2 separate regions of the Sus scrofa genome follow, and region 2 is linked to region 1. A link is a contact called in public HiChIP or PLAC-seq data. All regions are on one chromosome and are shown on one strand. Each heading gives the region's core, a stretch centred on a gene start, on an enhancer-like site or on the middle of the called end of the contact. The rest is flanking DNA. Distances are from core to core; before and after follow the strand shown.

The links. HiChIP or PLAC-seq counts read pairs in DNA pulled down with a chosen protein or histone mark.
Region 2: a contact with region 1 is called in an H3K27ac HiChIP or PLAC-seq map of alveolar macrophages. The contact joins the enhancer-like site here to the promoter of UBTD2 in region 1. A contact is called at or near these places in 7 of 47 Hi-C or Micro-C datasets (alveolar macrophages, brain, embryonic fibroblasts and 4 more) and 2 of 2 datasets of contacts at active chromatin or transcription factors (alveolar macrophages and skeletal muscle).

The regions. Positions count from the first base shown.
Region 1 is chr16:51,905,621-51,908,716 of Sscrofa11.1, reverse strand. It overlaps UBTD2 (ubiquitin domain-containing protein 2), which reads right to left and starts at 1,549. Exons shown (of 4, transcript XM_021076607.1): 1 at 1,053-1,549.
Region 2 is chr16:52,086,598-52,089,782 of Sscrofa11.1, reverse strand. All of the region lies in intron 4 of STK10 (serine/threonine-protein kinase 10), which reads right to left. Among named protein-coding and RNA genes, the nearest start is that of STK10, 84 kb to the right of the region's middle. Within about 2 kb of position 1,877, at least 21 of the 83 cell types and tissues checked have an H3K27ac peak or open chromatin away from gene starts, as enhancers often do. A contact at or near this core is called in alveolar macrophages, retroperitoneal adipose tissue and subcutaneous adipose tissue, where this site is marked.

The DNA.
Region 1 (3,096 bases), core at 300-2,799:
GAAACTTTCAAGTATGCCCCACATTTGAGACATCCAACATAAGGCTGGAACAAAACCAACACTGTCATCTTCGCTATTCCTAAAAGCTATTTCTTCTTCAACTAACTCTCCGTCCTCTACACAAGCTATAGAATGGAATCCTCAAGAGATCACTTAAGCACAGGTAAAAATTAATTGTATTGTTATTTTGCTACACTGCAACACCGATTGAATTAAAAGATCTCTCCTCAGCAAGCTGCTATTTACAATAAAGTAGAAGCGCGTTCCGTGTTACAAAAACTTTTAAAGTACCGATCCTATTGGGGTAAGTCGGACTCAGGTATTTGTACGTTTATCCTACATATTTTCCTTTACGTAAGACGGTTGGGAATTTGACTAGCCCACCCCGACAGCGCACTGGCCCAACACCCCCAAGCTGCAGCAAGAAGCCACGTTTTAACTCCGGCAGACCGTTTCCCCACCCCTCGTTAAAACACTGCCTGTGGCCACTTGAGACTTCCCCAGCCGAGCTCCAGAAACTTGCAGGTTTAAATGGCCAAATTGGAACCAACCAGGGCAGCTGTCATCTGAAACTCAGGAAAGCTGAGACCAGCCAACTCTGCTGAACAAGGACGGGTGCGGAGAGATGTGGCGGGGCCCGTCGGAGGGAATGCATTAGGCTCCCCTCCCCACCCCCCACCCCCATCAATTCGTTTTTCTGCAACCCCAGCGCCGCCATCCAGTTCCTGAATAATTAAACGGGCTGGAAAGGGAGTGAGGTGGCCTGAGAGGCAGTTTCTGGTCCGAGTTTCCCGAGCCGAGGCGGTGGGGTCGAGAGGCCGAGGGCGACATCCCCGGCGCGCGGAGGGCTTTTTTTCGGGGGCGGGAGAGAAAAAGGGGGCGACCCCGCGGCCGGCCGGAAGCGGAGCGCGGGGAGTGACGTGGAGGAGGAGATGACAAAGGGGCTCGGGGGCCCCGGCCGCGCGGCCCGCGGGCCCGCAGGGGCCAGGACAGGTGGCCGGGCCTGGCCGGGAACAATGGGGGGCCGAGGCTGCCCCCTGGCGCTCACCTACCTCCGGTGCCCTCCGAGTTCTCGTTGAGGCTGCCCGAGGAGTCGTGCTGGGCGCCCACACACCCGCCCATGGGGGCCCCCGGCGCCTCGTCCGCCACCTCCGGGCGCTCGTCCGGGCCCGCCGCCGCCTCTGCTTCCTCAGGCGCCGCCGCTGCCGCTGCCGCTGCCGCCGAGCTCCGGCCAGGCGCGCCGCTCCGCTCGCCCGCCGCGGCCCAGCCTCCGCCCCCCTCGCCGCTCCACCCACCGCCTTGGCTCGGCCCCTTCCTCCGCGCCCACCTCAGTCCCCGGGCCGCCTGCCTGGCAGGCCTGGCCCGCGCACCGCCCTCGCCTCCGGCTCGGCCCCGCCAGGCCGGAGCTGGCCCATCCCGGGCGGGCCGCAGCGCCCGCCTCACCCCCTCACAGCCCCGCACACGCGCGCCCAGGCAAGCCCCGCACCAGCGCCGCCGGTCCGCCAGGCCCCATCGGCCCCCGCCCCGCGGCGCCGCCCTCCGAACCCGTGGCCTGGGCTTCGCCGGGCCCGCCCGGAACCGCCGGGGAGGGCGGGGCCGCAGGAGGCCGCGCGCTGATTGGCTGCGGGCGGGGCCGCGGGCGGAGGGGAGGGAAAGAGAGGAGAGCTGGAGAGGGGAGGGGGGCTCTGAACCGGTGGAAAGGGGGTGATGGGGGGATTAGTCCGGGAGAAGAGGCTGGGGAAGCAGGCGTGGAGGAGGGAGAGAGAAGAGGAGGAGAAGAAAGAGAAGAAAGAGAGAGAGAAGGAATGGAAGAACAAAAGTGAGAAGGGAGAAGTAGAAAGGGGCGAAATCGAGTTTCTGACTCCTTTGCGGGCGTCAGCTCTTTCTCTTTCTGGTAGATGCGGGTGGGCGGGCGGGGGCACAGAGAAGGAAGACTCGCAGGCGGGTTCCTAAAAAACTGGCGGAAGGGGACTCGTGGCTGAAGGTTGAAGTCCCAGCATTTGTGCAGAGTTCAGTGGGTTGGTACCCCGAGTCTGGACTTCCCGTTGCCTGCTGCCCAACCCCCAAACTCCCTAAAATCTCTGTGCCCCATTATTACACATAGAGGCGGTCACTGTGGCTGCAAACTGAACTCAGATTATAGAGGCGAGGCATCCGGTGCAGGGAGAGATAAGCGCGGACTAGTTCAGGGGGCGTGAGTTTGTTTCATTTTCACAGGATTGATTTTTCACACACCACGCTACTTCTCAAGAGCCTGCCTTTAAGTATCTTAAATCGTCTTTAGAACAAAGTGAAATAGAAATAAATAAAATAGCCTGCTTTTTCTAAACTAGAATTTGGTACACTGACCACGCCCGACATTCTTGGCGGTTGCTATCCCAATCTAAGCCAATTGTTAATGGTCCCTTGAGAATGTGCTTCTTGCTATGATGCCTTAACATTTTCATCACTCTGCTTGGGCCTTTTTAAAGCTTATTTCTGCCTAAGAGCTGTTTTAACTATCTGCTCCATTTTTATAATCAGACTTAAAAAAAAAAATCCTAGACCAGCTTTTGCTTAGCATTAAAAAAAAAAAAAAAGATAAGTGAAATACCTAGGAAAGAGACTCAGTGCAGCTTGGAATTTGCATTTAAATATATACACTGGTGGTGGGAGTGTACCTCGGTTCAATCTTTTTGCAAAGCAATTTGGGAACGCAGATCAAAAACCTCAGGAATGTTCATACCCTATGACTCAGGATTATCCCACATGTGGGAATCTGGCTCACAGAAATAGTCCAAAATGGAGACAAAAATTCCTGTCCTTGTATTCATTTGCTAGCCAGATAAAAATGAATGTTCAACAAACAAAACCCTGTACTTAGATGAAAACACCCAAGTACCTTGTAAGAAATAAAAGTCTGCTATATTAAATTTATACTGACAAATTATTATTGTCCTGTAGGCATGAATACTGAAAGAGCTTGTATACAAATGACGTCTTTATGAGTTTTCAGGGAATGTTCTGATATGCAGGTACTCTATGTCATAAAGCCTTCTATCTGATCATTCTCAGCTAATATTCACATTGGCAGACAGACATCAGTTCATCACTTCC
Region 2 (3,185 bases), core at 628-3,127, 180 kb before region 1:
GTATGTGTGTGTATGTGTGTGTGTGTGTGTGTAATGTATGAGAATTATATATATAATAATTTATATATATGTATGTATGTATAAAGTTGTTCATTGAAATGCCATTACAATAAAGACAAATTTAAATGACCATAATTGGAGTTCCCGTCGTGGTGCAACAGAAACAAATCCAACTAGGAACCATGAGGTTGCAGGTTTGATCCCTGGCCTTGCTCAGTGGTTTAAAGATCTGGTGTTGCCATGAGCTGTGGTGTAGGTTGCAGATGCGGCTCGGATCCCGCGTTGCTGTGGCTCTGGTGTAGGCCGGAGGCTACAGCTCTGATTCGTCCCATAGCCTGGGAACCTCCATATGCCGCAGGTGTGGCCCTGAAAAGCCAAAAAAGACAAAAAAGTAAAATAAAATGACCATAATTGCTTGGGGAGTGATTTATAACTTCTTATATGTAATATATAATATATCCTCTCTTTTCCAAGAAGGATTTAGGATGGCAGATCAAATATATACACACAGAGCAAGATGAACTAGGTAATTGGGAGAAGTAAGAAAATAGAGTGTGACCAACTGAAGAGTGTGATGCACACACTTAGGATGGAATCTTTTATAGCTTTTAAAGTTTTGAAGTATTTTATTCCATTTTTTTTTTGGCCACACCATCGCACGCAGAAATTCCCGGGGCCAAGGATCGAACTTGCGCCACAGCAACGACAATGCCGGACCCTTCGCACACTGCACTACAGGAGAACTCCCTCACTGACCAAGTATTCTGTGCCAGGCACTGTTTCAGGCACAGAGAGGACCCAAAGTCCTCACCCTTGTGGGGCTTGTTCTGGGGGTAGGAACAGGCCCTAACAGCACATGATTCCTGGTGATGAGAAGGGCCACGCAGGGCTAAGGCAGGACAAAAGGACAGAGCGCTGGGTGGGTGGATGGCTGTTTTAGACAGGAGGGCAAGGTCTAGGGGAAGATATTTCCAGGCAGAGGAAACAAGCTGGCTGGAGGACCCAGGAGGGGCAGAGCAGCTCGGCTGGAAGCAGGTGGATCTGCATCGGGGCGAGGGGAGGGGGGAGCCAGGCGGGGTCAGAATTGGCACCAAACCTCTGCCCCTCAATTTCCCTGCCTGTCGCACAGGGATGGTGCGCCTGGAGAACTACTTTGTAGGGTGGCATGGGGATTCAATGTCACACATAAAGCACGCAGCTCCAAGCCCGGCTCTCGGTAAAGGCTCGAATTATCTACGCAGGACCTGAGCTGTCGCCCTTGAGATCCTCAGTCTGAAATAAGGAGGAAGCTGTGCTGAGACCCCCTGCTGGGAGTGGTCAGGAAACCCAGTCTCTGAGCCTTGGTCCATGAAAACCAGACAAGAGCCACTCTGTCAGCTGATGACAGGGTTCCTGGGACAGGCTGGCTCTTGCGGGTGGGGAGTGTGGCCTTGCAGGGTGGGAGCAGCAGCTCCTGCAGGGCGAGAGGTAAAACCCAGGAAAGCCAGGTGAGTGGCTGGGCTCTGCTGCTGCCTGCCTGGGTGGCCTGAGTAAGTGACCAGCCTTCTGGGCTCCTGGGCAAGAATGGGGGACCGGGCTCACCTCCTTCCTGCCAGGCCCACGTGGGCCTGGCTCCCCTGCAAACCCGACAATGCCTGGCACACCGAGCCAGGAAATCTTCGCAGGAGACTAACAGCCTCTGAGACCCAGGCTGAGACTTCTAGGAGGGAGGCTGGAGCTGGCCATTCCGCCACCACAGTGCCCTCTGGCCCCTTCCGGAGAAGGGAGGGGAAAAGCAGAAACCACCAAGTTTCAAAATGACACACAGTTGGTCCCCAGGGCCCTCCCTGAAGCAAGGGCCTGCCAGCTTTTGGGTGGCTGCTACTTCCTCTTCTGGGGCCGGGCCAGGAGGGCGGGGCAGCCCCTCCCTGCAGCCCTGGAACCTGGAACATCCGGCCATCCCTGGGCAGGGGTGGCCCCTGCCATGTGGTCCCTGAATGGCGTTTATAAGCTGTGTCCCCTGAGAGGTAGCTGCCCACCCTGGGCCAATTCGAAAGCATTTTCTTTTTTTCTTTTTTTTTTCGGGCCAAACCTGTGGCACATGGAGGTTCCCAGGCTAGGGGTCGAATCGCAGAGCTGCAGCTGCAGGTCTACACCACAGCCACAGCCACACCAGATACTTAATACACTGATAGAGGCCAGGGATCAAACCCACATGTTCATGGATACTAGTTGAGTTCTTAAGGGGCTAAACCACAATGGAAACTCCTCAAAGGGGATTTTCTTCGGGCTGAATCTCCCATTGAAAACATTCCCCACTCCCCTTCTCCTCCTTTACAAAGAGAATCAGGACAAGGGCAGCAGGTGGTGGGGACTCCGTAAACTATCATTTCCACAAGGAAAGAGATCTTGGCTGCTTTGTCCAGAGCTGTATCCCAGCATCACATCTGCCACGTGAAGGACTCAGCAGGCCAATCAAATGAGCAACGGAACAAGTGCATGGACAGGAAAAAATGACAAACCTGGGTTTTAAGGAACATGTTTTTGTTTGTTTGTTTTGTCTATTTATGCTTGTACCTGCAGCACATGGAGGTTCCCAGGCTAGGAGTCGAAACAGAGCTACAGCTGCCAGCCTACACCAGAGCCGCAGCCACAACAGATCCAAGCCACCGTCTGCGACCTACACCGCAGCTCACAGCAAGGCCGAATTCTTAACCCACTGAGCGAGGCCAGGGATTGAACCTGCATCCTCATGGATCCCAGTCAGGTCCATTAACCACTGAGCTATGATGGGAATGCCTAAAAAACATGTTTGACGACAGTTCTCCCTCTGGAAGCAGATGCCCCCAAACCAGATTTCTCACATACACGGAAGCTCCTGAAAGCATTATTCAAAAGAGTGGAAAATCGGAAAGAACCCAGGTTGGAGCCTGGTTGGGGACAGTTCTATAAATTTGGGCTCACCCCAACCATGAGGTAATATGCAGCCCTTAAAAAAACGAGCTTGCCGTGTGCATACTAACTTGGAATTTTGTCCATAACATGCTGTCCCCGCGGCAGGGCTGGCAAACATGCACAGTATGAATTCCAATTGTATCTGTTTTGACATTTCTTTTTACAGCCGCACCCTCGGCACATGGAGGTTCCCAGGCGAGGGGTCCAATAGGAGCTGTGGCCGCCGGCCTACACCACAGCCACAGCAACAC